5 separate regions of the Mus musculus genome follow, and regions 2, 3, 4 and 5 are each linked to region 1. The links are chromatin contacts, called in public promoter capture Hi-C maps. All regions are on one chromosome and are shown on one strand. Each heading gives the region's core, a stretch centred on a gene start, on an enhancer-like site or on the middle of the called end of the contact. The rest is flanking DNA. Distances are from core to core; before and after follow the strand shown.

The links. Promoter capture Hi-C pulls out the DNA fragments that hold promoters and counts their contacts.
Region 2: a promoter capture Hi-C map of pre-B cells shows a contact between it and region 1, with 2.6 times the contacts expected there. The contact joins the promoter of Snapin here to the promoter of Arhgef11 in region 1. A contact is called at or near these places in 2 of 39 promoter capture datasets (liver and pre-B cells).
Region 3: a promoter capture Hi-C map of liver shows a contact between it and region 1, with 5 times the contacts expected there. The contact joins the promoter of Slc39a1 here to the promoter of Arhgef11 in region 1. A contact is called at or near these places in 3 of 39 promoter capture datasets (cranial neural crest, hippocampal neurons and liver).
Region 4: a promoter capture Hi-C map of liver shows a contact between it and region 1, with 2.8 times the contacts expected there. The contact joins the promoter of Hax1 here to the promoter of Arhgef11 in region 1. A contact is called at or near these places in 2 of 39 promoter capture datasets (liver and pre-B cells).
Region 5: a promoter capture Hi-C map of liver shows a contact between it and region 1, with 4 times the contacts expected there. The contact joins the promoter of Gatb here to the promoter of Arhgef11 in region 1. A contact is called at or near these places in 3 of 39 promoter capture datasets (liver and pre-B cells) and 1 of 9 other capture datasets (liver).

The regions. Positions count from the first base shown.
Region 1 is chr3:87,615,344-87,621,288 of GRCm38.p6, forward strand. Arhgef11 (Rho guanine nucleotide exchange factor (GEF) 11) reads left to right here and starts at 2,216. Exons shown (of 40, transcript NM_001003912.2): 1 at 2,216-3,449. The coding sequence starts at 3,418.
Region 2 is chr3:90,487,321-90,493,265 of GRCm38.p6, forward strand. Snapin (SNAP-associated protein) reads right to left here and starts at 3,693. Exons shown (of 4, transcript NM_133854.3): 1 at 3,512-3,693; 2 at 3,228-3,274; 3 at 2,834-2,952; 4 at 706-2,273. The coding sequence starts at 3,654. The coding sequence ends at 2,172. Ilf2 (interleukin enhancer binding factor 2) reads left to right here. Exons shown (of 14, transcript NM_026374.3): 14 at 139-1,059. The coding sequence ends at 299.
Region 3 is chr3:90,245,607-90,251,551 of GRCm38.p6, forward strand. It overlaps Slc39a1 (solute carrier family 39 (zinc transporter), member 1), which reads left to right and starts at 2,586. Exons shown (of 4, transcript NM_013901.2): 1 at 2,586-2,653; 2 at 3,340-3,557; 3 at 3,720-3,850. The coding sequence starts at 3,371.
Region 4 is chr3:89,995,712-90,001,656 of GRCm38.p6, forward strand. It overlaps Hax1 (HCLS1 associated X-1), which reads right to left and starts at 3,005. Exons shown (of 7, transcript NM_011826.4): 1 at 2,817-3,005; 2 at 2,027-2,292; 3 at 1,676-1,863; 4 at 536-587; 5 at 300-406; 6 at 103-193. The coding sequence starts at 2,869. It overlaps Gm19710 (predicted gene, 19710), which reads left to right and starts at 3,049. Exons shown (of 4, transcript NR_045749.1): 1 at 3,049-3,210; 2 at 3,434-3,586; 3 at 4,461-4,574; 4 at 5,404-5,614. It overlaps Ubap2l (ubiquitin-associated protein 2-like), which reads right to left. Exons shown (of 28, transcript NM_001165984.1): 28 at 4,577-5,280. The coding sequence ends at 5,185.
Region 5 is chr3:85,571,022-85,576,966 of GRCm38.p6, forward strand. It overlaps Gatb (glutamyl-tRNA(Gln) amidotransferase, subunit B), which reads left to right and starts at 3,108. Exons shown (of 13, transcript NM_144896.4): 1 at 3,108-3,298; 2 at 4,843-4,993. The coding sequence starts at 3,123. Gm46809 (a long non-coding RNA gene) reads left to right here and starts at 5,000. Exons shown (of 2, transcript XR_001783869.2): 1 at 5,000-5,945. It also overlaps Gm3740.

The DNA.
Region 1 (5,945 bases), core at 966-3,465:
CACCTTTAATCTGGGTCATATCTTCTAGTAGCAGCCTATATAAAGGACATGGAAGAAGGAAGCTTTCTCTCTCTGCCTGCTTGATCTTACTCTTGCTGGTAAATCCATTTCTCCACTGGCATTAGAGCTTACTTCTTCAGGATTCTGGTATATAGTGAAGACCATCTGAGACATCCCGCCTTGTGGACTGAATGGCTACTGGATTCTTATTTTGGCCCTCCATTGGTAAGACAGCTACTGTTGGACCACAACCAGTAAACCAGTCTAATAAATCCCATATGTGACTGCTCAGAGATTGTGGGCAGCCTGAGATACTTAGTGAAAACACTATCTCAAAACAAAGATACAAGCATCTGGAGATAAGGCTTAGTAAAAACATGCATGGCAAGTACAAGTTCAACCCTACTGTGTGACAGACATTTCCTGAGAAGATGTAACCAAGTATCTACCCACTCCAGAAAGGGACTAAGAGCAGAACACAGTATAGAGACCACCACAGTCCAATTTGGGGAACCAATGAGTCTTATTAGGGCTGCTTACAGAAACGTGGGTAGGGTCTTTCTTATAGGAACAGAAATGACTTAAAGACAGTAGCATCCCCAAAGAGCATCCCACCAAAGCTGGAAACCTGGAGCACACTGCACACTCTACAGCAGCTCACCATACTGTAGTGTTCTCTCTAGGTAGGTAGCTCAGTTGTTCTGAGCCTCTTCCAGGCTGCTTAGCTGGTCTTAAAGTTGGATTGTCTGAGGATGATTCTAAATCGTTCTTATTGATTACATATGCTTGGGGAGGGAGGGGTCTAGTGAATCTAGTCAGTTTCAGGAACCTTCTGAAGCTGTTTTGAGTTTGTACTTCCTGTCTGAAGGAGCTTCTCCACGGGATAGCATGTTTTACCTCTCCTTCGAACATTTTGCCTAAAAAATATGTTTCGCTTCCCTTTTCATATCCTATGTCTTATAGGATTTCTCTCCAAGAGAGAAGGTTCTGAGTGGAAACTGCTACCCAGCAACCCCCTAGAACACACATAAAGAGGCTGAGTTTGGGTGGCTGTGAACTTGCTCTCACAATGCTGAGAAGGGTAAGAGGGTGGCACTTACTCACCAGCCATTCTTGGCCTACTCAGCAAGCTGGGGCTGTGGAGAGAGACCAGGCTCCAGAGAAGGGGTGAGGTTGTTTGGCATTTGAGGAAGAATGCCACCCACACTTGTCCTCTGGGCTCCACAAGCACACCTGTGGAAGAGCGCAGCAATTGTTAAGGTTCAGATGGCAAGCACTCAGAAATTTCAAGAAGTTGTTTCAAGAGTCACAGTGCTGCTCCCCACGGTTATAGAAACAATATCAACTCCAATAGCTCTAGTGGTAGAGGTCAGTAGTCCACCGTCCTCATCCATGCGGAGATGGGTTTTTGCTGGTGCCTCTGCCTTTAGGGGTTTGTACTCCTAGAAGTAACCCCAATAAATCCACTGGCTGTTGAGAACAGGCTTCAGTAAAACTGTTGGTGCACTATCTAATGTTAACAGATGTCTGGTCTCACCAGGAAGTCACATATTACACACACACACACACAAAATAACAAAGTGTATTCATCAACCTGTACTGGAAAAGTCTCCTTTTTACTTCAATCTTTACTTCTGACTTCCGACAGTTACTTGAAGAGATTTAGAAACCGTGATTTCACGAAGGGGGTGTGTGTCATCGAAATAACATTGCCCTGCAAAGGCTTTTGCATTGAAATTAAAAGGCAGAGCCATACAAGATACCCAAGCTAAATCGAGTACAGCCGCGAGGGGAGAGACGGTGGGTGCTCAGAGGGGCGAGGGCACAGCTAAGAGGGTTCCTGGTAACTTGGAAAGGAGCGCGACAAATGAGTGAAAACGGGCAGAGGAGGACGGGACCGCAGCGAGAGCGCAGACAGAGGCGCGGCCAGCGGACACTGCGGAAACAAAGGTCGAGTCTCTGGGACAGCAGCACCGGGAGCAGCTAGGCCGCAGCGCGCGGACCGGGGGCGCGCGGGGCTGTGAAAGGGCGGGCGGCGCCAAGGAGGAGCCAGCGGCCGGCCCGGGCGAGCGGAGTCCGCCGTGGCGGGGCTGTGGCGAGGCGGGGCGAGGCGGGGCGGTGGCGGGGCGGGGCGGAGCGGGGGTGGGGCGGAGCCGGCCGGCGGCAGCGGGCTTGGCCTTAGCGAGCGAGCGCGCGCGGGGGCGGGGCCGGAAGCGCAGCGGCCGCGACGCGGACGCCGGGAGCGGCCGAGCGGGGAGGCTGTGGCTGGCGGGCGGGTGGGCACGGAGGCCGAGGCCGCGGCCCGGGCTCTCCGCGCCGCTGTGGAGGGCGCCCTGGCCCTAACCGAGCCGCAACAATACTAGGAGCGGGTCGCCGGACACGATCGGCGGGCGAGGGGGAAGCGGGACTACCGCTCCAGAGCGCTGCGGCGAGAGAGACTTTCGGAGCCTGGACGTGCTGGAGCACACAGAGCTGACTGAGGAAATTGTCTGAGAAAAAGGCCGATCTGAGGCTGGGTTAGGTGGAGGAACCTGCAAGTCGAAAGGGAAAAGAAGGTTTAAGATTTCCTGGGGGTTTGGCCAATGCTACCGTTTTGAAGGTAGAAAGCATTGCGCTTCAGGTGTTTTGTGATTGTTGTGTGTGTGTCTGCACAATTGGTTCATTTCAGAATTCAAAAACCTTTACTGTAGAAGAAGATGGTTGTTTTGTTTTGATTTTTAAAAGAAATCCGCAAATTTTGCTTCCCAGGGCTGCACTGGACCGTGTTGTGTACATACTGCTGTGTGGTTTTATTTATTTTAACTGTGCAAATCGTCTGGAAGATTTTTCTCCCAAGTGCCATTTCGGATTTGTTCAGCCTTTTTGTTTTGTTTTGTTTTGTTTTTGTTTTTCCTTCCCTGGAATAATTCTGCTGTTGGCATTTTAAGCATTTGGAAACCAGAGATTTTTTTTTTCAACCTTTGGAGCTTAAGGCTTCCCTGTCAACAGAAGGACAGCTGGGGAAACTGGATTGAAAGGATGGCTTTTATCTGTCTGCAACTAAGACTGATATTTTGAAGTCAGATTCTTTCTGTGGTTCAGTTTTTAGCCCGTAGGGCTAACCTTGAAGAGATTTGTGGTTAACAGTTTGGTTTCTAAGAAGGTCATAGTTTTTCCTCTCTTTTTTTCTTTTCATTTTCTTTTTTAAGACGAGGGAGGGGAAGGTTAAGGGTGAAGGAAGGAGGAGACCATGTTAACCGATAGAAGCAGAATAGCACTGCAGTTACCAGGGTCCTGACAGCTGGAAGAAACAAGGATTCAGTCTTCAACTTGGGAGGCCTTCCTCTCACCTTCCTTCAAAATTGCAAGGGACTCAGGCCTGATCAAGACGCCCAAAGAAACTACAGGATTCCAGAACTGTGGAGACACGGAGAAACCATGAGCATACGGTTGCCCCATAGTATAGACAGGTATGTTTAAATAATTGAGGATTTTTTTTTTCCAACACTTATTAAAATGACTGGGGGGGAAGTGTTGTGTTTGCCTGGCTGGGCTGTGGGATAGATAGGCTGTGGTCTATGAGGACTGTCAGTGTGTCAGTATATATGTTTCTGTACCCTCGGTGTGTGTTCATGTTCAAAATGTACCCCATAGTTGTGTGTCCTTTCTAACCAGTAAGCAGTGAGGCTGAGAGGAGGGGGTGATGCTTGCTGTGGCTTTTACCTTACACCAGGTATAAGGCTCACTCTGAGTCCCCCAGCTTGCTAGCCTAGGGATCAGGTTGGACCAAACCTGCTCATGTGAACCCACAGGGCTGAGTGGGGACTAGCTTTAGCTATCTGGGGAGGGTCGGGGGACGGCTGACAGGGCTGGGAGCCTCCATGAGGCTGATAGTTATGGAATGGTGGGGCACAGTGGTAGGTAGGGTGGTTCCCATTTAAAATGAGGAAGATGCTGTTGCCTGAAATGTTGGGACAGTGTCACCAGTGTCACCAGTGGTTGATAGAGCTCGGAAATGTTTAGGCCACATTAGGATTTCTTCTTCCAGTTGAGAGTTTAAATTGAGACCTACCAACAGGCTGATTGATGCTCCAGGTTTAATCTTCCAAGCTGTTCTCAATAAGCTTGACTCTGCAAAACAGGCCTTCCCTTTGCTTGAAGCCGGAAGGAGTTGTTTTGGCTCCTAGGCCCTTGAAATCAGCTGGAAGCACATGATGCCCCTTCCCCCATGAGCTGGGTCTGGCTTTGCAGTACAACTTTGGTAGGTGTCTGCCTGGCCATCCCTTCCCCTTTCCCTCTTCAACCCTTCCTCCTTAAAAGTCCTCTATGGAGGTGTGTTTTGTGGATATTCTATACGTCCTAACTGGATAGATAGGTAGGTGGTTGGAAACTAACAGTCCAATGGAAACTAGTATTTGTGAGGTAGGAAGGAATATCTGGAAGTCTACCTATCTATCTATCTATCTATCTATCTATCTATCTATCTATCTATCTATCTATCTATCTATCTATCTGTAAGTCAGCAGTTGCTCTCTCTGGGTCAGTTAACCTTTGGCTATACATGCTAATAGTAATTTCCTTTTGACTGTGGAGTGCGGCCTAAAACATAATGTCTCCCAAATACCACCTCTGTGTTGTCTCAGGGTCCCAGTTAGATCTGTTTAGTAGTGGGGGTTGGGGGCGGGGAAGGAACTGCCTTGCAGTCGGGAAGAGCGGGCAACCACGGAGGCAATGTGGCTAGCTGGCATCTCCCTTCCCTTTTCCATTGTGGTCTTCTGAAATTTGGCCCTGGGAAAGGATAACTGAAGCTGTCAGAGTAAGAAGGTGAAGGGTTTGCATGTCTGCCCTTCTCTCCCTCTTCTTAGACCTGGGGGATTAGTATACTCAAATTAAGATTTGAGGTGATGAATAATTTCTGTTAGTTCAGGGGTGTGAGCAGATGGGAACCAGGAATTGAGGGGTGTGAGAAGGAGGCAGTGAGGGCTTCTGGGTTAATGTGAGATGTTCCTCTAGAAGCTTGCATGACTTCACAGATACAGACCTCAGGCTCCCAAGTGCTCTCCTTAGCACGCTGCTTCCTTGAACCTTATGATGTATCTGTGAGGTAGACAAGCCGGAAGTCACTGCTCACATTTTGCAGATGAGGCGACTGAGTGGATTCCCGGTTTGTTCAGTGCCATTTAGCGTTATCTGAGGAGTGTCAGGATCTAGTGTAAAATCTTAAGTTCCAGTTCTGAATCCCTGTTCTTCCTGTTGCCCATCCTGTCTGCAGAGGTTTATAGACTCACCATTTAGAATGGGTAAGGCACCATTTTGCTCTCTCTGGCAGTTGTCAAGTGTCCCCCTGTACTTTGTACCTATAATCTCTGGAGTTAAAGCAGTGTGTTATTCCATGGGAAGGCCTTGCTTGCTTTTACCGTGCCTGACTCTCTGCCACAGTCAGTCCTGAAACTGAAGTCCCCTTCTGGCTTTGTCTTGCTGGCCTCCCTGATCTTGCAGTAATAGAGTCAAAGTACACTGTTGAACTTGATGTCGCAGGCTCTGTACCTTGTGAATGTAAATAATTCACAATCTTTTTTTTTTTTTTTTTTTTTTTGTCACCCCAGCTGGCTTCCCAACTTGCTGTGTATCTGGGACTTTCAATCTTGCTTCCGCCTCCTGCATGATAATTTAGTCTGATGCCACACTGGAGTAACAGATTAGAAGGAAGTGTTTCGAATTATGGTGTCAGGAATTCTATTCTCTTTTAGCTTGCCAATATATTGTGTGAGATGGTGTCAGGGTTTTAGAAAATTATTCGTTTCTTCCTGAGAGCAGGCGATCTAATTGGAAAGTAGACACCGTGCGTGGCACATGCTTATGACTCCAGCACTTGGGAAGCTGAAGCAGGAAGGATTACAAGGCTGAAGCCTGTGCTACTTAGAGAGTTTGAGGCCAGCCTGAGTTTCACCCTGGCTCAACAATAC
Region 2 (5,945 bases), core at 2,443-4,942, 2.9 Mb after region 1:
AGTTATCTCTGTGGTGTGGTTCAGGGGTTCTGAACTATAGAGAAGCCGTATCTAAAGGTGGTCTAATATTAATGAATATAGCTTATCTTGTTTACTGGGATATTTGTATGAAGTGGGTTTTATCCCTGTTTCTTCTAGATCTTGCTTCTGAAATATCTACCTGGGATGGAGTGATTGTGACACCCTCAGAAAAGGCTTATGAGAAGCCACCTGAGAAGAAGGAGGGGGAGGAAGAGGAGGAGAACACAGAAGAACCACCTCAAGGAGAAGAAGAAGAAAGCATGGAGACTCAGGAGTGACCTTCCCTTTACTGTTTCTCCCCAAGGGAAGAGAGGCTAAGCCAGCCACCATGGGGCTTTAGATGGCGGCATTTCTGTGGCATAGGGAGACAGCAGGAAGGGAAACAAACTGAAAAGAAAAAAACGCTACTGTTTCGATAGTGGCCAAGCAGCTAGAAGTCTCCCATTTGTGACTGCGTATGCCCTCTGTCCGTCTGTGAGGAAGCAGAATGCCACACATTCCCAATATTTAAACCTAACCACTCCCAACCAAGTACTTTGTGTTGAAATGCTGTAAACGGTCATTGAGTATCTGGGAATTTTTTTTTTTTTTTCTAAGAAAAATGATTAAAGTACTTCCTACTAGGGCTTTTGGTTTTATTTTTCTTCAATATGTAGCAACTACATTTGGCTTCTATAACCTCAGTAGAATTCAAGTTGAGTCTTTTATTATAAACATTGAGATTGCTGTTTTAAATTATATAAATTGAAAGTAATAGATTCCTAGGATACCATTGTGATGGCTAATTTCTTCAGCTTGGCCTAAAATAACCTGAAATTTCTGCAAAGGATTAACCCTAAATGTGGGGTGAAAGCATCTTATGAGCTCAGTGCATGGACAGAATAAAGGGATAAATGGCAGAGTCCAGCATTCCCTTCTCTTGGAAGCTTGATCACCTCACATTCTCATGTCTCAAAATAGGCCCCAAAATATGCATCAGTGTGACCATGTCCTGAACCCTTTGAAACCATAATAAAATAAATTTTTTTGTTAAAATAACCAGTACAAGCATTTATTTAATAATGTTGAGCAATACTTAATATTAACATAGTCAAGCCAGGGTGGCCAAGAGGATAAATTATTTACCTTGACTTTACCTAAGTCCTCAGTTGTAAACAAAGTGGAGTTACAGGTAAAGGAAACTGCCCAGCCCCAGTAATAGGAGTAACAGGATGGTTAACACTGGCTGGCTAAGCCTGGAAAGGATGGCGCTTAAATATGTAACTTTTAAATTTTATTTTATGAGGATGGTTGTTTTGCCTGCATATATATCTGCATCATATGTGTGTGTGTGCTGGGCCAAAAGGCCAGACAAGGGCATTGGGTTCCCCTGGAGCTGGAGTTAGAGGCTGCTGTGAGTCACCATGTGGGCGCTAAGCACTGGACGCCATCTGGAAGAATCACCAGTGTTCTTAACCATTGAGCCATCCCTCTAGCCCTTAAAATATGTAGTCTAAACAAAAAAAAAAATCGCAAAAGCTTAGGACTCTTAGCTGTCAAGGCTCTGCCTTGACCTTGGATCCTCGCTATCTGGCATGCTCTCCTTGGGTAGCAATGAAGGCAACAGTTGCGAAACTTGTTAATAGGAGTTAACCTAAACATTATAGAGTGTAAGATGATCCTGGAAAGGTTATTACCTTCTGAGAGGAACTGTGGTGAAGCAGAGGGGGAGAAATAGGAGTATACTTTCTCACTAAATCTGGTGTTTTCTCAATTTTCTACCACACGATGCCTAATTTACTTAGTATTCTTTGGGGGAAATATATAGAGGCTTGAGCCCGGCACTCTGACACATGCCTATTATAATCCCAGCATTCAGGAGGCTAAGGCAAGAGGACATGTTTGAGGCCAGCCGGGACTACATACTGAGATCTTGTCTCAAGATTAACAAAACCCAAAAGGTAGAGGCTCTTTCTTGGATGGACAAGCTGTGATGGAGGTTCTTTAGGAAATAGTCCTGCCGTACGCATGTTTCTTGAGGCGGCTACATGAATGAGTACATAGTGCAAAAAAAATCAAAGGTCTACAGAGACTTTCCTGGAATCTTCTCGTGTCTACCAGACAAAGCCGTTGGAGAATTGTACTTGTATACTCAGGTCACGGGCCCGTGCTTATTTGCTTGGAGAACCAGGAGGGTAAACTCCTGAATCCAGCATAGCTCTCCTGCGAGCTGTTTCCTTGGCCACGCTGTGGTTTAACCGCCTTAGTCGTTCCTGTAAGACAGGAAGATGGGGAATCTAATGACTGCTGTAAAAGGTTTTAACTGAGTCCCCTCTGCCCCTGTCCCCAGACTGTTTTTTCTCTGTGTAGCCCTGGAACTTGCTCTGTAGACCAGGATGGCCTCAAACTCAGAAATTTGCCTGCTTATATGTCCAGCTGGCTTTGGCTCTTTTCAAGCCAGCCCTTTACGTTAAAATGGACTTGTAAATGACAGCCACTAGAAGTTAAGAATTAGAAGTTAAGAATTGGCACTTGTCTAGTTTGAGGCCTAGTAATGGGGTGAGGGGAATATGGGCCTTTATTATCAGATTAGTTAACACCACTCTTTTCCCCCATAGTTGCTTCACAGTGTTGAAGACATAAAGCAGGATAAACAAGAAGAAATTTTTTTGAAAGAGGGTCATGCTATGTAGCCCTAGCTGATTTGATAGTCCAGGCTCTGCTCAAAGTTCAAGCCATCCTTCTTGCCTTAGCCTACCAAATGCTGAAACTACAGCATGTACCACCATGCACTGCTGGGATTATTATTATTATTACTATTTTATTATTTTACCTGTGCATTCTGTAAAATATTGTTGACCAAGACAACTCGTCGCCTGGCATTAAGCAGCTTCTTAACATAGGGGTCCAGATCCAGGGCCACTTTCTGATCCTCATTGATCCGGCACAGTTCTGGGAAGAGGAAATGGGCAACCAACATCTAATGGCTCATTTTTTGTTCTTAGGGAATGGAAGAGAGGAATGGGATGAAAAATACTCTTGCAGTCTTGTGTGGGCCACAGACACCTTCCCTTCTTCCATTCTGTCCTAAAATATCCCCAGAAATTGGAGTCCTTGGGTAGTTCTGATATTGAGAAGCAAGTGACAGAAACTTAGCCTAAAACCTGGGGAAACAAAGTTCCCGAAAGTGAGATCAGGGATTCTAGGTATCCTGGCTGCTCACTCACCTGTAGCTAGGTTGTCAATTTGTTCCCGGAGCTCTACTTGGCTTTCTCTGCAAAGTGGTACAAAAGTCTACAACGGTCAGTGACTGGGACGCGGGAAACGAATTCTACTTATTCCCCAAATACTGAGACAAGCCAACCTCAACTTCAAGGCCTCACCCAGGCCCTTCCGCCTATTTACCCAGTCTCAACATCAGTGTCTCAAGAATGTATCTAGTATTTCTTCGGGGCCCCGCCCCTACAAAGCCAGTTCCCTAGGCCCCGCCCCCAGCAACCCGGTCCTGCACCTGACCGCGTGCACGTGAGAGTCGAGCTGCTGCACCGCGGGTCGCAGGAACTCCAGGAGCCCCTCGGCAAAGAGGTCGCGGCCTGTGGGCCCCGCCACTGGGGTCCCGGCCCCTGACACAGCAGCGGAACCAGCCGCGGCCATCGCGAACTGCCCTGACGCCCTCAGCCTGCCGCGAGGGTCGCCGGGAACTCCAGACCGCCGCTGTGCACCGCGAGAGGGCGCTTAGATATACAGCCCAGACGGCAGTGGGATAGCTGGGAAATGGAGTCCTCAGTGAGCCCCGGCAAGCGGGCCGGGACCAGAGCCTCTTCTTCCATGGGCCTGTAGGGGGCGGATCTAGACTTCTGGAGATAGATTGCCCTGTAACTATGTAAACCAGGCTGATCTTTTCTTTCTTTCTTTCTTTCTTTCTTTCTTTCTTTCTTTCTTTCTTTCTTTCTTTCTTTCTTTCTTTCTTTCTTTCTTTCTTTCTTTCTTTTCTTTCTTCCTTCCTTCCTTCCTTCCTTCCTTTCTTTCTTTCCTTTCTCTCTCTCTTTCCTCCTCCTCCTCCTCTTCTACTTCTTCTTCCTCTTCTTCCTCTTCCTTCTTTCCTTTTTAAAAAAGATTTATCATATGTAAGTACATTGTAGCTGTCTTCAGACTCGCCAGAAGAGGGCATCAGATCTCATTACAGCTGGTTGTGAGCCACCATGTGGTTGTTGGGATTTGAAGGTTGCTGTGTTTTGAACTCAGGAGCAGTTAGTACTCCTAACCGCTGAGCCATCTAAGTGCTATTGTCCATAGCCTTCTCCATGGGAATTGATGAGAAAGCCATGTAATATTCATGTTAAGGGTTCTTTCTTTTCTCTCTCTTCCTCTCTCCCACTCCCTCTTTTTTTTTTTTTTTTTTTTTTTTTGCCCTCTCCCCATCTATCTCCCTCTCCCTCTTTCTTGCAGACAGGATTTCTTTGTGTGGCCCTGGCTGTCCTGGAACTCACTCTGGCTGCCCTTGAACTCCAGTGCTGGGATTAAAGGTGTATCCCACCACTGCCCTCGAGTTTTATTTCTAAAGATTTGCTATTTTTGTTAGAGAAAGTCCTGCCGTGTTACCAAGGCTAGCCTTGAGCTCACAAGCTCTGTTTTTTTTTTTCCATTTTTTATTAGGTATTTAGCTCATTTACATTTCCAATGCTATACCAAAAGTCCCCCATAGCCACCCACCCCCACTCCCCTACCCACCCACTCCCCCTTTTTGGCCCTGGCGTTCCCCTGTACTGGGGCATATAAAGTTTGTTTGTCCAATGGGCCTCTCTTTCCAGTGATGGCCGACTAGGCCATCTTTTGATACATATGCAGCTAGAGTCAAGAGCTCCGGGGTACTGGTTAGTTCATAATGTTGTTCCACCTATAGGGTTGCAGATCCCTTTAGCTCCTTGGCTACTTTCTCTAGCTCCTCCATTGGGAGCCCTGTGATCTATCCATTAGCTGACTGTGAGCATCCACTTCTGTGTTTGCTAGGCCCCGGCATAGTCTCACAAGAGACAGCTACATCTGGGTCCTTTCGATAAAATCTTGCTAGTGTATGCAATGGTGTCAGCGTTTGGATGCTGATTATGGGGTGGATCCCTGGATATGGCAGTCTCTACATGGTCCAACCTTTCATCTCAGCTCCAAACTTTGTCTCTGTAACTCCTTCCATGGGTGTTTTGTTCCCAATTCTAAGGAGGGGCATAGTGTACAAGCTCTGTTTTAAGTCTTTCAAGTGCTGGAGTTACAGGTCTGTGCCACCATGACAGGATTTAAAGTTAAGGGTTTTTTGTTTTGCTGAAATTTTTGAGGGGGGCTTGAAACCAGGGCCTTGTGATTGCTAGACAAATGTTCTGCTGAGCTATAGTCCTACTGTACCTTCCCTCTACCCCCACCTCACTTTTTGAGATAAGGTTTCACTAAATTGCCAGATTGGACTTGAATTTGCTTTGTAGTACACACAGGCCTTGACTATGTATGTGATCCTCCTGCCTCAGGTTCAGGCTTATACCAGCTTTAGCTTCTAAAGTTGTTTTTGATTTGTTTTTCAGTTTTATTTTGTGTGTGTTCATGTGTGTGTGGAAACCTTTGCCATGGCATATGGGTAGAGGTCAGAGAACAATTTGTGAGAGGTCAATTCTCTCCTTCCATCATGTGGGTCCCCAGCATTGAACCTTCAGGTTTGGCAGTAGGCCCCTTAACTTTCAGAGCCATTTTGCTGGCTCTACCTTTTTGCTTTGTTTTGTTTTTTGGTGTGTATATGCAGGTGTGAGGAAAGGTATGTACATATTAGGTTCCTAGGGAGATCAGAGGAGTTGGTTACAGGCAGTTGTAAGCTGCTGACAAGGGTACATGGAACCAAACCAGGTCTCTGAAAAAGCATCATGTCCTAAGCCATTGCTTCAGCTCTCTGACAGATTGCTGTA
Region 3 (5,945 bases), core at 1,336-3,835, 2.6 Mb after region 1:
CCCTGTTTGGGAGTACAGGGGGATAAAGAAAAAAAGTAAGAAAAAAAAAAAAAGGTGGCAGGTGGTGCAGGGAGGGGGGAGGATAAAGAAAAAAAGAAGAAAGAAAAAAAGAAAGAAAGGTGGTTAAATGCACTTCAAGAGGCCGAGGCTTCCAGACAGGCTGCTACATGCAGAGATGATTCAGTGGGAAATAAACCAGGCTTCTGTTCCTGCTAGGACTGGATGGAACTTCTGTCTTCATCTCACTTAACATCCCTCTTTTCCCTAAAGGATCAAGTTTTGCAGAGGAAAAAATAACTTCCTTAGTCAGATGAAGGTCAAGTTCAACAGATCTGTTTAACATGGAGACGAGAGTCAATAATGATGGATGCAGTTTACAGTTCAACGTCACTGAGATGATACTCTTCTGTTGGAGAATCTCCTACTCTCAAGAATTCTGCCCAACATTTTTTCTTTCTTTCTTTCTTTCTTTCTTTCTTTCTTTCTTTCTTTCTTTCTTTCTTTTTCTTTCTTTCTTTCTTTCTTTTTTGGTTTTTCGAGACAGGGTTTCTCTGTGTAGCCCTGGCTGTCCTGGAACTCACTCTGTAGACCAGGCTAGCCTCAAATTCAGAGCCTCTGCCTCCCAAATGCTGGGATTAAAGGCGTGTGCCACCACGCCCAGTTTACAGACTGATTTGATTGCTGAGAATCAAACTTGCATTCTCTGGAAGAACAGCAAACGCTCTCAAATGTTTAGCTGGTCTCTTTCCAGTCCCCTATTCAACTTTTAAAAGATTTGTTTTAAATTATGTGTACTTTTATGTGTGGGTATGTACACAGGCAGGAGGAAGCCATATTTATTTGGTCCCCATGGAACTAAAGTTAGAAGCAGTATGAGCTGCCTGACATGTGTGCTGGTCCTGGGACAAAGTGCTGCAAACAGCACTGTCTGCTCCTAATTGTTGAGCCAGAACTGGCCTCAAATTCATAAAGATCCTTGAACTCAGCAAATGTTAATTTATTTTTATTTGTGTGTGTTTGGTGCTACTGGACACATATTTGGAAGCCAGAGAATAACTTGTGGAAGTTGGATCTCTCTTTCTACCTCCTGGTGTGAGTTCTAAGACAAAAAGAAATAGATAAGCAGTGACCTGGTTACAGCTGCCGCTGAACGCCAGATCTGCCAACAGCAGGGACCAACGCTGAGCCCTAGATACTGCACCATTCCTTGAGGTGACCAGCCAGCAACCTGGTGGCAGGTTGACGACACTGGACACTTCCTCCATGGAAAGGACAATGTTTTGTTCTTATTGGAGAAAACACTGGATTTGCTTTTCCTGATTCTGCCAAAAACCACCATCCGTGGCTCCGGCCAATCCTGCTTCAGCCTCCCAAGTGCTGAGGTTACATGCCCATGTTTAGAAATCAAATAAGCCACAGGAGTCTAGGAAAAATCGTTTTTTGTTTTGTTTTTTAATTTTTTAAATTTATTTTTGGGCCCCCAATGGAAGAGCTAGATAAAGTACCCAAGGAGTTAAAGGGATCTGCAACCCTATAGGTAGAACAACATTATGAACTAACCAGTACCCCGGAGCTCTTGACTCTAGCTGCATATGTATCAAAAGATGGCCTAGTCGGCCATCACTGGAAAGAGAGGCCCATTGGACTTGCAAACTTTATATGCCCCAGTACAGGGGAACGCCAGGGCCAAAAAGTGGGAGTGGGTGGGTAGGGGAGTGGGTGGGAGGGTCTGGGGAACTTTTGGGATAGCATTGGAAATGTAAATGAGGAAAATACCTAATAAAAAGTTAAAAAAATTATTTTAAAAAATTAGGTATTTTCTTCATTTACATTTCCAATGCTATCCCAAAAGTCCCCCAGACCCCCCACCTTGTTTTGTTTTTTTAATCATAAGTTAATTTGTAGAAAGGATGGCTTTTATTTCATGCATCCATTCTTCCTACTTTTTTTTTTATAAAACTTTTTTTTTCCTTAGACAGGGTTTCTCTTTGTAGCTTTGGCTGTCCTCAAACACTGTCACTCTGTAGACTAAGCTGGCCTCAAGATCCACCTGCCTCTGCCTCCAGAGTGTTGGGAGTAAAGGTGTGAGCCACCACAGCCCTCTCATCGTCTTTTCTGTAGAGACTGGCTAGGCAAGCCAGGCAAGGAAATTTGTCCCAAAAAGGGAATGATTACCCTTTGGCCCAGTTAGGCACTAAAAGAGCCTGAGCTGTTAAGTGTCTGGGGCCAAGGCCAGACAGATACCCTGAGAAATGTAGGAAGAAATACTTGGAGTAAGGATAGAGAACCGGCCTTGCTCGCAGAGTTCCTAGCTCCCACTTCTATCAAACTCTTTCTGACTGGCTGGCCCCAGCGGCCTGCTAGTCCATGGCAGCTCAGGGGGCCCACCGCCCTCGGGTCTTCCCGCTAGTCCCCTCCCGGTTCTGGCTTCGTCTCAGCTCGCCGCCAGCCTAGCTTTCTCTAGTTTTCAGACTCTAATTGCTCGCAGCGCACGTCACTCTAGGCTAGGCTCCTCCCACTGAGCTCAGTCATTGGCAGCCTCGTGCGGGTACGCGGAGGCGGCGGGGGGGAGGGGAGAGGGGTGGGGAGGGGGTGGGAATTCCCGACGCGAGGCCGGAACCGAGCGACAGCAATGGAGTGAGACCCTCGGGAGGTGAGTGAGGCCTCGCTGGTCGCAGGGTCAAAGGCAGCTTCTGAGGCCTCCCAGGCTAGGAGCTGGGGTCTCCGTGTTAACATTTCCTCTGCTTCCTGCGACGCTGGCGGCCTCCGACCTGGTCTCCGAGACTTCCAGACGCCGCCCAGTGCGGGCAAAGCTCGTCCCAAGCCCCTCTTTGGCTATATGCCGAGACTACCTGTTATTTCCGGGAAATGGCCCTGGGGAGTGGGTAGTTAAGAGAGTCAGCCAGCCCCGAAGTTCCCCTGTTTCAAATCATCGGTGAAGCCATCCGGGACTTCTCTTCAGCTCCAACCTCCCTTTGCTACATGCACTTAGCAGACTGAGAGAGTGGTCTGCCTTCCTTAGGGAACCCCAGCTCCAGGTGCAGGTCCTACCTGGAGTCTGCACCTCATTTTCTGCGTGCTCCAGGTGAAAGAGTAATGTGAGATCTATATTGGCCTTCGCGTGCCTCAGTTTCCTCCTTGATGGTTCGCTGAACTTGGGGAGAGAAATTCGAAGGAGGAAATGCAATCCTGATGTTGGCGTGGATGAGTCACTTCAGCTGGGAAAGGCCAGAAAGTGGCTGGGCTGAGGGGAAGTGCATTCCGCTGACCAGCCTTCCCTTTTCCGTGACCCCTTCTTTCCTGTGACCATTCCCACCCATGCTAGTTTTCTCTGTATAGGTCCAAGAGTCACCGAGTTATCACAGCCACCATGGGGCCCTGGGGGGAGCCAGAGCTCCTGGTGTGGCGCCCAGAAGCAGTCGCATCGGAGCCCTCGGTGCCAGTAGGGCTGGAAGTGAAGCTGGGGGCCCTGGTGCTGCTGCTGCTGCTGACACTCATCTGCAGCCTGGTACCTGTCTGTGTGCTTCGAAGGTCAGGTGCTAACCATGAAGCTTCAGGTGAGTCTTTTCTGCTTCGGAGGTTGGGCGAGGTGACTGGGGTGGGGGGGGGGGCGGCGGGGGGGGGGAGCAGGAGTGGTCATGGCTTCTGTTGGGGTAGAAGGACTTTGAAGAGATTCATTTGGTTATATATAACCCCTTTTGTACTTCACTCTTGTTTAGCCTCGGGCCAGAAAGCCCTGAGCCTCGTCAGCTGCTTCGCAGGAGGAGTCTTTTTGGCTACATGTCTTCTGGACCTGCTGCCTGACTACCTGGCTGCCATAGATGAGGCCTTGGAGGCCCTGCATGTGACGGTAAGCATTGACTTCAACATGTGACCAAGAGTATATTATAGAACAGCTAATAGAAAACAGAGCTATAACCTGGGCGGTGGTGGCACACCACCTGTGAGTTGGAAGCCAGCAAGTTCCAGGACAACCAGGGCTACACAGAGAAACCCTGACTGGAAAAACCAAAAAAGAAAAAGACAAACATGGTTATATAGATCTCTTCAGGGGTCACCTCAGGGCTGCGGAAGGCCTTGGTATGTGAGTCTGTGAATTATGGATTTCAGCAACAGGATATTCTTACTGTGCATTCTTTCCCTGATACTAAACTCTGTGTGACCTCTCTATATTCCTTGATATAATGTGAGCAGCCTCATCAGGTGTGTGAACTACTCTGGGTTGCAATTCCCAGGAAGTTAACAATGTTCCAAGAATCACATTTCATACACTTATTTGCTTGTCCCTCCTTCATTCTCTGTCTCCTTCCCTCCTCTTTTTCTTTTTTTTTGGTTTTTCGAGACAGGGTTTCTCTGTGTAGCCCTGGCTGTCCTGGAACTCACTTTGTAGACCAGGCTGGCCTCGAACTCAGAAATCCGCCTGCCTCTGCCTCCCGAGTGCTGGGATTAAAGGCGTGAGCCACCACGCCCGGCTTCTCCTTTTCTTTTTTGAGACAGGTTCTCACTGTGTAGGCCTGGCACTTGTTTTGTAGACCTGCCTCAACTTTGCAGTGATCTTCTTGCCTCTGCCTCCCAGATGCTGAATTACAGGGTTGTGCTACCTCACCCCACATTCTCTTTCTTATTTTTCTTTCTAAATTTTATTTATTTATTTATTTTTGGTTTTTTGAGACAGGGTTTCTCTGTGTAGCCCTGGCTGTCCTGGAACTCACTCTGTAGACAAGGCTGGCCTCAAACTCAGAAATCTGCCTGCCTCTGCCTCTCAAGTGCTGGGATTAAAGGCGTGAGCCACCACTGCCCAGCCCTCCTTGTTTTTCTTATTTGCACATATTATACATAGTAATGGGCTTTATTATTACATTTTCATACACACATAAAGTATTCTAACTATATTCACTCCTATTAGATTTCTTGTTTCCCTCCCACTGATCATCCTCTTCTGATCTCTCTTTTGAGTGTGAGTGGGGTGTGTGTGTGTGTGTGTGTGTGTGTGTGTGTGTGTGTGTGTGAGACGAGTGCTTGACTCCATGAGTTTAATTAGGGTCACTTACATGAACACGAGCGAGGGCGCCTTTTTTCCAGTAGGGTCTATCTACGTAATGTAGACTGCGCTAAGCTCTTGGTTCTCCCTCTTCAATTTCCTGGGTTACAGGTATTCACCAGCGAGCTGGAGACAGATCACTGCAGATCTGGCAGCATAGGAAGCAATTCCCCGGGGCCAGATGTTCTCAAGAAAGTGGGATGTGGGGTTCAAGGCAAGGAAGTCTGATACAGAGTTGGAAGCAGTGCAGTCCCAGCACTTGCAAGGCTGGGGCAGAATGATCACAAGGAGTTGGAGGCCAGCTTGAACTATGAAGTGTTTTTCTTGGCTAGTCTGGGCTTCACAGCGAGACTGTCTCAACCCCTGCCTGCCTCCCAAACAGCAACATTCCAAAGAACTCAGCTTAGGAAAACCTGAGACGGTTGTTCAGCGAAGTCATCTTTTTTCCCTTGTGACTGAGGAAGTAGTAATGGGTCGTGACCCCTGTATACCTGTGACTGAGCGACCTTTGTCTTCATATGACTGTGAATGTCCCTGTGACATGTAGCTTTGTATGTGAACATTTGTGGCAGGCCCAGATGTGCCCCTTTGTATGCTTACATGTAACAACACTGTGTGCATATACATCCATGATTCAGCTTCGGGAAGTCTTGACCCTTAGGAAGGACTGACTGGGTAATGTGTGGAGACATTCTTGGTGGTCACAGCTTAGTGTTGGTGATACTGTGTTTGTGACTCACATCTGATGGGTAGAAGCCAGAGATGCTGCTTACTTACAGTATGCATGACAGTGATGGCAGAGATATTTACCCCAAAATATTATTAGTGCCAAAGTTGGTCTGCATGTAATACTTTGGATACCATTAGCTGTTCCATTAAGTGTTGTTCTGTGGTTGTGCCGCCA
Region 4 (5,945 bases), core at 1,755-4,254, 2.4 Mb after region 1:
TAAGGGAGAAAGTCACACCAAAAAGAGAGAAGATGTATCAAAAGGTAGGCACATCCTTTCCCCAAAATGTTAAGAGATGGGCCTTTTGAGTTATACTCTTACCACTTCTGGAACTGTCATGGGCTTCTTGATGGGTCACTGTGGTCTCCCTCCGGCCCTCACTGTCTACCACAGTGCGGCGTTCCTCCACTGTCTGCAAGAGAAATCCCAATATATTGCTAACAGCACTATGCTGAGTTTAGTATTTTCTTATACTGGTCCCTTTCCCCAGAGGATTATACTTCTTCCTCTCAACTCACCCCATCTGGCTTAGTGATCTTGGTCACAGAGATACTTTTGAAATACGATTTGGGCTGGGGTTGAAGAAGTGGACCCAGACCTTCCTGGGAAACCTGGGAGTCAAGATCTGGAAGGGCAGAGAGATGACAAGCCAGGAGAGAGTGGAGGGCAGGTAATTAGATACGTTTTTCAGGAAGAACCTTCTGAGAGAACTTCAGGAGAATGGTATGGTAAATGTGCCTCCTTCTAGACTTACCTTTGTCCTCTTTGGCTCTAGAATGGGGACTCACAGGCCATGTATCATCCAACTGTAGAAGAAGCCACACACAATCAGTGAAAAAACACCTTCCAATCTTTTTTTTTTTTTTCCAGACAGGGTTTCTCTGTATAGCTCTGGCTGTCCTGGAACTCACTTTGTAGACCAGGCTGGCCTTGAACTCAGAAATCCACCTGCCTTTGCCTCCCGAGTGCTGGGATTAAAAGCGTGTGCCACCACGCCCGGCTAAGAACGAATCTTAAAAGTGCAGGAAAGAATTTCAGGAATTCTTTTTCGTAGAAGTCCATATAAAACTAAGGAAGAAGGTATGTGAATATAAGCTGCCCAAATGGAAGTATTTCTGGGGTTTTGGAACAAGGGAGGAATATGGGTTCTCTGACCTTCAAGTTTAAGATTGGAAGGTGTCAAACCGGGCATGGTGGTGCACGCCTTTAATCCCAGCACTCCGGAGGCAGAGGCAGGCAGATTTCTGAGTTCGAGGCCAGCCTGGTCTACAGAGTGAGTTCCAGGACAGCCAGGGCTACACAGAGAAACCCTGTCTTGAAACAAACAAACAAACAAAAAACAAAACAAAACACCAACAAACAGCAACAAAATCCTAACTAACAAACTCAGAGGCAGGAGATCCCTGAGTTTGAGGCCAGCATGGTCTATATAGCAAGTTCCAGGTCAGCCAATACTACAGAGACTCCGTCTCAAAATACATAAACAAACAAATCAAATCAAATAAGAGAGGGGAGGGGACACTCTTGTAGAGGACCATAGTTTATAGTTCCCAGCAAGAGCATGGTGGCTCATAACCATACATAATTTGAGTTCCAGGGGATTCAATATCCTTTTTGACCTCTGTGGGCACAGGTACATGTGGTACAGAGACATTCAAGCAGGCAAAACACTCATACATATAAAAGAAAATAAATCTTAGATGAGGTGTGGTGGCACACATTTAATCCAGAGGCAGGCAGATATCTAAATCTATACAGTGAAGTAAGTTTCAAAACGAAAATCCCAATAATGAAGAAAATCTGGATAAATGAACTAATTAAAGGGGCTAAAATTGCAACTCAACTCTAAGAGATCCCACCAAGGGCTTACAGTTCAGGTGCAGAGAGTACTCACCCTATGAAAAGGTCCCTGCGACCCCCAATCTGGAGCTGGTTTTGGGGATTCAGGTTTTGCATGACTCTCCAAGACCCCCTCAAAGATCCTGGGTTGGTGACTATCTGGGTACTTAAGCATTGAGTCTCGTAGTGTCTGCCCCTCCCGCAGTCTCTCACCAGGTGTTTCTGACTCAGGACCTGGAAGTTCTGTAGAAAGTTGGTAGGTGATTCTGGGATAGGAAAGGCCTTAAACATTTTAAGTCTTTTAAAAATCAATTTCTGTAGACTATCCCAACTACTCTGCAAGTTCTGTTATTCATCACTAACCCACTAGAAACCCATAGGGTCTCCCTCAGGGAAATTCACACACCAGGAGAGTGGGAAGGCAAGGTCCAGGCCCCCATCTCGCTGAAGATGCTATTAAAATCTCGTACTAGATCATCAAAGCCAAAGTTGCCGTGGAATCGCATCCCTCCCCTGGGGCTGAAGCTGAAACCGAATTCCTCTGGAGGCTGAGAACCATCAAACGCATAGCTCTCTCGACCCCACGCGCCTCTGTCTTCCTCCGCTTCGTCATCATCATCATCATCGTCGTCATCATCTCGAGTCATCCCTCCAAAAAAAGGATCTCTGTGGCTGAGAGTGAAGGCAAATAAGCCACGAAGACTTCAACACTGTCTAAGCCATAAAAATCAACACAAGGGCAGCAAACTGGGCCAAAGAGGGGTCTGGGCAGCTGAAAACACAGGAGATCTGGTTTCAGAACAACGTTGATGGATCTATTAGGGTTTTGTATTGTTTCTAAACAGAGCCTCTCCGCACCTCCCAACAGCTGCCAGACGACCCATGGTTTTTCTTCAGGGTCATCCAGCCTACTACTAATCGCCCAATTACTTGCTCATGGTCCTCTTCCCCAGACCCCCATTGTTTTCTCCGCCCAGGTCCCTGTTGCATCACCCAGGTCTGGAGAAAGCTGCCGTTTCTGTCCTCTTAACCACTGCTTTGATTACTGTGGCGGGGTGAGTACTCAAGAATGCGATCTTTGACCTCTCAGCAGGAGTTGAAGGGGGCGGGAAAGGAAGCTTTCCAAAAATATGATGAAGGGGTCAAGTGTCCACCAAAACACCCCTCCCGTATATCCAGCCCAGAACTATTCTCACCTCCGAGGTCCAGGAAAGCCGAAAAAGCCTCGGAAAAGATCAAAGACGCTCATTCCAGTAGGGGCACTAGAAACTTTGAAGCTCTGCAGCCCATGGGCAACACGAGACCACGACCAGCTTACGCTACCCTGTCGGATATAGCCAGGGCTCAGCGTTCGCTGCCGGAAAGCAACCCTACGGTGCGGCGTTGTCGTAAAAGTCGTAAGCCGGAGGAAGAGGCGGGGCTGACCGTGCTCCTCAGACACGAAGCTTCTATACGCTACCTTTCAGTTTTGAGTGAGGGTGGACGTGCGAAATTCCCAGTTCAAGATCACGTCCCTTCTAGGAGATTCTTTCTCCTGCTGATCTGCCAGGCCCCCGAGGGGGGTTTCCGTTTCTCTCTGGAGGGTCCCAGGTAGCCGCCAGAGGGAGTGGCCTGTTCAGAGGCCTGCTTCACCCCAGGATCAGAAAACACCCCCCACCTTGTGTTTTGTTTTAGACTGATGTCGGTGACGTCTAATACTAGGCTAGGCGAAGTTACCTAGTTCCTTAAACCGCGATTTCCCTACTGCTGAATAAAGATGCTAGGAATCTCTTCAGCTAGTAGGGAGTTTTTAAGCTTGTTTTTTTCGATACAGGGTTTCTGTGTGGTGTTCAGACTGTCCTGGAACTGATTGTAGACCAAAGGGGCTTACAAACCCGCCTGCCTAATGCCTCCCAGATGCTGGGATTTAAGGCGGTTACCACCACACGCTGCTTTTAAAAAACTAAACAGATGGCCAACTAACAAGGTAAGATTTGTAGACTAGGCAGGAACGAGAAGCTACTTGTGTCTTGGGAAAACCATGCCGTAATGAAATTTGATGGTGTTTTAATCCACTCGGGAGGTATAAGGCCAGCCTGCTCCTCACTGAGTTTCAGGCAAGTCGGCTACAGAGTGAGACTCTGACTCAAAATAAACAGACCTCCCTCACCTCCTCAGCACAGAGGATATTTGCAGTTTTGGAAGGCTGAAACAGGATCTCGAGTCCCTGGCAATATGGCTCTTACAAAGAAAAATGAAACTTCTCTTTCACGTAATTGAAGTCCAAAAACCTTTTACTGCACCATGCCCCCACCCCAGGTCTTGCTCTAAGATCATCCATTCTTTTCCCAAAATGTAGGCATTTCAAAGCCACATAAAATAGGCAAGGCAGGGTGTAGTGCTGACAACCTTTAACCTTAGCACTCAAGAGGTAGAAGCAGGCAGATCTCTGAATGTGAGACCAACCTGGTCTCCACACCAAGCTCCAGGCCAGTCAGGGTTACATAGTGAGACTGTCTCAAAAACATAACTCAGAGAACAAGAACTACTATACTCCTCCAAAGAGAAAAAGACCCCAAGATTGAGTTCTGCCGGCCAGCAGCTAATGCTGGCTTGAGACTTCAGAATCCTTTAAAACCATGCTTAGATTCCCACAAGGTCCTTTGCCTTCTAAATGTCCTTAGCTCCTTCCCCTTTCACTTCCTGAAACGTGCTGTAGATGAGGCAGTTTCTAGAAGAAATGAAGATTTGCAGTAGTTCTTTCCAGTCACAGAATGTATAAGGAAATCCCCTTAAGGGCAAAATATTAGCACATTAAGGTGAGAGATCTTAAAGGGCAAAGATTTCACTTTATTCCACAGCCTTCGAGCCTGCTAGAAGAGGCCCCAGTTGGTACGGTAATACTTATTCACCAAGCTGGTCATCGACGAGAGTGAGGATATCCTAGACGGAGCAAGAATGGGCAGAGGCTGAAGGTAGAGGTTTGTTTTTTTTTTCTCCTTTTTTTATATATATATGTATATATATATATATACAAGACACATTAATCCATTAAATTTGAAGACACAGTACAAAAAAAAACACTTCAACTAATCCATCTGACAATGCTGTTCATATTTATGACGCCATTTTGTGTGTGTGTGTGTGTGTGTGTGTGTGTGTGTGTGTGTGTCTGTATGTGTGTGTGTGGTTTGGTTTTCCTAATAATAAAGGAGGAGACTTAGGGCTGTTGGGCTGATATATATTTGGGGGGGGGGTCACCTTCCCACCTCACCCATACACCACCAGGGTGAACAGGAAGAAGTGAAGGAAAGGCAGGGCCCACAGCAAAGTTTCATAATCTTGAATGCAAAGAGAAAGGAGGAAGAGGAGGGGAGGAGAAGAAAATACAAATCCTATAATACATACAACAGGGTGGGATGGTATAGGGATGGGACAGACATGAAGCTGAGGTGTGGGATGGGCCGCTGGGGGTGTGGAGCAGCGGAATCGCCCCACATTCTTTTCTCTCTTTGATGCTGTTTCCATAGTTTCCAGGCTGAGAAGCCCTCTCAGAAGATGGGACAGGAGAAGAGGGTCAGGGCCTCAGTTGGCCCCCCAGCTGTAGCTGTTGTAGGCAGACTTGTTGGTCTGGGGCTTCTGCGGGATGGAGCTGGTCTGGCTACGTTGCCCGCTGCCCGTCTGCAGGGGAATGGGAAGGTTATGGGGGAGGAAAAAGGTGTCTAGTTAGTGGGACCAATCTGTAACATCTTCAAGTGGAAATGTGCAAATAGTCATGCTCTCTCATTTTTTTTTTTTACTTAGAACCTACTATGAAGCTTACTTTTCAAGCACAGAAAATTTGGTCTACATAGCCTCTTTTACAAGGTGACTTTTTTTTTTTAAACCTTAAAGTAGAAGAAAATGAAAAATGGACAAGAAAACTTTGGAGATAAAATGGTGAGTTGGTTCTATTCTTGTTCAGTTGACTTCCCCACTACCCACTGCCCTTGTCTAAAAAACAAACAAAGCAACTATGAGAATTCTGACCTTTTCAAAGTGAGTGATGACAAGGTGATTACATTCTCACTCATCTCTGTGAATGCTGAAACGTAGAAAGCTATCTTTGAGAGCAAAAAAGCCCTATTTTAGTTGCCCAGCCACCTACATTGGGAATCTTAAGAGGTCTCTTTTACCACCCTTCAGATTCTCCCACCACCACACATTAATTAATGTGAAACCAATTCAAAGCCACAAAGACCTGAGGCATCAGGCTCCAGATGCTGCCCCAAGAATCTTTTCAATTCTAGTAACCAAGTGCTTTCCAGAGTTGAGGAGGGTAGAAAGATAAAGAGGGTGTTGAGGGG
Region 5 (5,945 bases), core at 1,858-4,357, 2.0 Mb before region 1:
AATCTCTGTGTCTTCCAGATGACAGCCACCTTGTTGTGGATCCAAAATAGCTCTCTCAGCCAGAGAGCTGTCTATCAGTAAGAGTTCTGACGGGTACATATTTGGCATTCAGAAAGAAGGCAAGAAATGGTCTCATGAAAGAAGATTTGGTAGAAGAACTGCCCCCACCCCCTGAAGTCCAATGGAAATCTGGAAAACAGTGCCTCTCGTAGACACCACCAAGAGACCAACAGGCATTTCTGAAAATGAGACATAATTTTGATAGAGAACAAAGCCAGAAAAGGGGGTGGTAAGTCCCTATTTCCACCATTAGCTTTTATAGGCATTTGAGAGTCCATGATTAGACATAAAATGTACCAAGCTGGAAGGTTCCCATTTGTTCAAGGAAGCAAATCCACTTACATGTATAGGATTTTCTCTCCCCCTAGTGGTGGGGTGGAGGCCTTTGAAGACTGAGAGCATGTGATTGCACAATACTGCTTTAGAAATCAGTCTGGGTTTCCACTGCAGCGCACTTTGTACAAAAAGTAGGCTATTCTTTGGGTGTCCTCACATTCTCTACAGTGATTTCTGAACCTCTTTCAATACTCCCAGTGAGGTAGTGAAGTGTCTCATAACTATGTTCCAGCGTGAGGTAAAGTCTTTCTTTCCTCCTCTTTAGCCCTATTAAAGGTGAAGCCACGTTGCATTCCCAAACAGTTTTACTGACCAGAAACCCACTCGAGGAGTTAAGGGAGAAGAAAAAGGAAACCCATATATAGCTAATGTAGGAAACATGGGGACTCACAAGAAAGACACCCATATATCAAGGACCCAAAGAATGAAAGGAGCTAATTAGAGATACATTTTGAAACGTTTTCACCTTTGTGTTCCATGCACTTTCATTTTCTTCTTTAGTTATATGAAAGTAAAATTCAGATTACTCATGGGAAGTAGATAAAAAAGAAAAAATATAGAATAAGTAAATGTCAATCAAGTTTTAAAAATTATTTTTAAATGTATGTATGAGAGAGACATGGTTAGGGGAGTGCTGTGTGTGGTGTCTGCAGAAAGCTGACGATGGTGCCAGCTCTTCTGGAGTTGGAGTTACAGGCTGTTGTGACTCTGGACATGAGTGCTGGCCAACAAACTCAGGTCCTCTGGAAGAATAGAAAGTGCTCTTAACCACTGAATTATCTCTCCAGCCCAGGTTATTTTTCCAAATGGAGTGACCATATTATAAAATGCCAAAATGTTTTCTAAATATTAATGGAAACAGATCCTAAATTGTAGCTGTCTTATCTGTAGGTTAGTGATCGATAACTGCAACACATCAGTGTGGAATATAGAGAGTACACATCTATTCTTTCTCTATAATTGGGCATCAGTGACTTCCACTGGATTGCTCCTCTTGGAAATCTCCAAGGCAACCAAGCACCTAAGTTCACACAGAGAATAGGTTCCTTTTCTGGCTTCCTTACCATACACTACACACATAAGTCAGAACTGTTGGGCCCCATTTTGGCCCTGGTTTGGGCCTTGAGGACAAACTCGAATCTGGCTCGAGTTTCTGCGGCCTTGTGGGAGAGCCTAAGCCTGGCTCAAGTTTTGAGACCTGTCTCAGTCACTTCCATATTGGGGTGACTCAGCAAGACCTGTTTGGCCCTGCCTCTGCCCTGTCGTTGCTGATGTAGAGCTTTGCCATTGACCCTGTCAGTCACTACGCCATCTTACCCCACCAAAACCCGCCTCCCTATGTTCCAAACTTATATAAGCAAGAGGCTGACTCCATAAAGTTGAGTTCCTGCTTCAACAAGACTCCCAACTCTGTGTGTTTCTTTTGGGCCGTTGACACTCGCCATCCTGCTCAGCCCTGGAGAGACCCCAGAGGGACAGGGACCTCTCTCCTCTGTCCTGGACCTGTCAGCAAGGAGCAGGTACAGAACCTCCAACTCTCGATCAGGTCCCTCAATCTCACCTTGCACATCTCCCAGAAACATATGTTTTACTTTACCCTTCACCACTACCCCAATCTGTTATTGCGTTTCTAAAGAACATACCCTCTCAACAGCCCCCATTTGTCAAATACATTCACTGCACTGTACTACTTCATATATTCTTGAGGCGCCTACTCTGTACTCTGGAAATACTATGGTAAATACCAGACAAGGATCCATTGAAATCAAAGATAGCTGTTAAGACTATGTTGACAATTAAAATCAGGCAATGAAAGTAAGAACTATTGTAGACTAAGTTTTCAAATAAAAAAAAAAATCACCTGGAATTTCAACAAGGGATATGAAAGGCTCTGCTTGGTTTTGCCTTCCTGAGGGTGGGACCTAGCATCTCTACATGGTAGGCAAATGCTGTACCACTGAGGGATATGCCCAGTCCAAGATGAGTTCTGAAGTCAAACAACAAAAGAAATCCATTGAGGTGATGTCTTTTTTTCTATCAAAGCTTTCTAACACAAGAAATTGTTTCAGATGTTGGCTAAGAAAAATAGTAAGTAAAAAGCACATAAAAGTTTAAAAATTTTTTTCGGACATGAAAACAATTTTTAAAACGTTTTTCTGTATGGTTCCTCTCCCTAAAATGTCAATTCTTTAAAATATAACATCCCCAAAGTCTTTCTTTCTAGCATATCAATGCTGCCTTATTATTGAACTAGGTATATATAGCAGGCATGCAAATAAGTATCAGTTGAAATAATGCACAAATTTGTGTGCGAGGTGTGCGAGCAAGACAGAAAAAATAAAAGCGTTGGAGGGTCCAGGAAGCCTTTGTGGTAATGTTAGGGTCATTTGTTTCAACTCACGGGCTTAAGCTGAGTATAAAATCCTTGGTGAGGCTTCCTTGCTTGGCGCTCCCTCAAAGAGCTGTCAAAGTACACACAAGCTCTACCGCCACAAAGCTCTCCAACTCCCCGCTAGGAGGAGTCACACAGGACCCACCAACCTTCCCACTTCTTTGGTTCCGCCCCTCCCTAACAAAGTTCCGGCAGCCTTTGAATTGGGTTGCTGGGAACAGTAGTCTTCCGGTCAAGAGCTACACGGGTTGTGGCGCATTGCCAGAACTACGCTTCCCAGGGAGCCTCGCGGCAGAGGGAGGGTGGGTCACCTGACCGGGACTTCGGCGACGCTATGGCGGCGCCCATGCTGCGCTTGGGTTTCCCTGGAAGACGCTGGGCTTTAACATGGCTAGATGGCGGTTCCCGCCACCGAAGTGGCTCTCAGACTGGGCCCACATCCAACTGGGCTAGGAGACAGAGTTCAGTGGCTCAGCCTTCCCTCCACACGGCTCAGAAGCCGAGGAAAGGGTATATCTTCTTCGTACTTTTGCCTGTCTCGTGGAAGTGCAGAACGAAGATAATGGCCCCGGCAGCCCAGCCTGAGGGTTTTAGTGTGCTGGAGGGTGGTCACCTGTGTTATGGGCAACTGAACCTAAATGAAAACACAAAACCAGGCCTGCCACCTTCAGCCTCACACTTAAAACTTCTGTCTTAAAGTAGGCATATTTGGACAACGTGCGAATGTAAAATAGCGTTTCCTCCAGTCGTCTTCTCAGACAGAAGACTGGAATACTTTGCCCTACTAACTCGTGTGGGGTCTGCGACACTAGACTCTGGCTCGTATGTAGCGGGCATTTGGCGTCACTACAGGCTAGCAATAATTTAAAGACAGAAAATAGCCGTTGTACAAAGCCCCAGATAGGAGAGGTCTTATTAGTCAGAAAGCACTAGCTATCTGTGGTTTTATTGTGGGCATATTTGTCTAGACCCCAGGAGGATGTTAGTCGACTGACGAAATCTTTCCCCGATTATATAAAGAATTGCTTATGTTGTACAGCAGTTAGTTGCTTCCGTGTACATGATTTAAAGCTTCTTTTAAAATACAGCAACAAGGCAATTTTTAAAAAAGTTTTGTTTTGTTGAGGTTGGCATTCTTTTTAGCATTTCAGTGAAGAAGAGAAGAAAAATGTCCAAAATCATCACCTTTCTATTCTCTTCATAAACTAGACTATTTTCTTTCCACGAAATGAAACTGCAGAAATACTTCGATTAGCAATTAGAACATGCAGAATTTCTGAATTTCTTAGTTTATTTCCTCTCTCTTGAAAGCTTTATTATCAAATTTTAGAAAGAAGGAATTAATCTTTTCTCATTCCTTCATCTGTTGAACTGCTTAAAACAAAACTGAATGCACATGAATTAAAATCTGACTAATATAGAAAATGTCTAGGGAGAAGTGAAGACTAGGAACATACATAGGAATAGAGAATTTAATTCCCCAAAGAGAGTGGAGTACTGGCTCACCAGAGTAGGGCTGTTCAGATAAGAGACAGTATATCACTGTAAGCATTTACAAAGATTTGCTAGCAGTGAAGTATGAACAAATGAAAAAAATTTAAGTTTAGATCTCAAGAACTGGATGGGACTTGGTGGATGAAAACAAAGTTTCCTCTAATGGTTTTCTGTTCTTTTTCACGGGTTTTAAGGAATACCATATTGTGGTAGTCTATGGTATCTGATCCTGCTTCTGTAGCTACAAGCTCTTAACAATGAACTCAAAATATGGGCGATAATTTATTCTTTAGCCATCATTTCTCTAGAACTAGAATCCTGGCATTTGTATTAAACCCAAATAATGATAAGATAAGCTTTTATTATTTACTGAGTCATTTACTTAGTGTTTATTAACTAATAAGGTACATTTAGTTTATTCACCAATAAAATGACACATTTTAAAATATAAGCATATAAAATTTTAATTTAAAACACAAGATTATAATTGGAAATATAGGTTTATAAGAATTTATATTTAGCGACAAATGTAACGTTTTAACCATTTTCCTTCCCTTTAGTGAACACAAATGGGCAGCTGTAGTAGGACTGGAAATTCATGCACAGATTTCCTCCAACTCTAAACTCTTCTCTGGAGCTCAAGTGTGCTTTGCAGCACCTCCAAATTCTCTGGTTTCTTATTTTGATGCATCTCTGCCTGGAACATTACCGGTAAGGTGTTTTATACTGTCTGTTTACATTAGAAAATGTTTATGTCATAGTGAATATAGATAAGGAACTACTTGCTTAGGGAATTTTGCATGATTAGGGAATTAAGCATGATGCATTAATTGTTTATAAAGACATGTCTCTATAATTCTGTTTCTAAATCTGAGTGTATTCATAGCATCGATTCACTCCTTTCACAAATGCTTTCAAATGCCTATCAAATACCAGATGCTGATAAGAACTGTCTAATGCAGACAAGCAAAGATCTTGCTTTAGGAGGAGTTTAAAGGTGGACAGAGCTGATGTCTTACAAACAATTAGAGTACAATATGATAATTCTTGCAAAAGCAGTGTGCAAAGAGTAATTTTGGAACCCAAAGGAGGGACATGTAATTGAGCAAGAGGAAGTATTGTGAGAAATTGTAGTGGTGTATCTAGTTAAGGAGGAATGTCTGGAATAAAAACGTGGTGTCCACACTGAGAAGTCAAGTAGGAGTTAGACTGATACATGGAGGAGTGGGGAGGACCCAAGAAAAGAACATGTAGTATGTGATTTTACAGTGTAAGAGCAATGTGATCTCAGTTATTGACATCTAAGAAGCAGTCAGTAATGGAGCGCTATAGTATAAAAGCGAGTTGGTTATCGATTTAGCTACTTATTTTCACTTGATCCTAAGAGGCAACTGAGCCAGCATCACCATCAGCAAGACTTTTAGTGTGGTCTTTTTAAGGAATGAGTTACATTTTGAAGAATAAGATGGAAGGAGCACTGTAAATATTTGAGCTAGAATGTGGCTCCCATTCTGTTCAGGAATCTTATATTGTTAAATGGGAATGGAGTTTCCATCTTCAGGAGCATGTGTAGACAGGGTTATGATGATGAGTATATCACAGACAGGGACTGTTAGGAGTGTGTTCTGTATTCTCAGATGTTTAAATACAAGCGAAGGCTGAT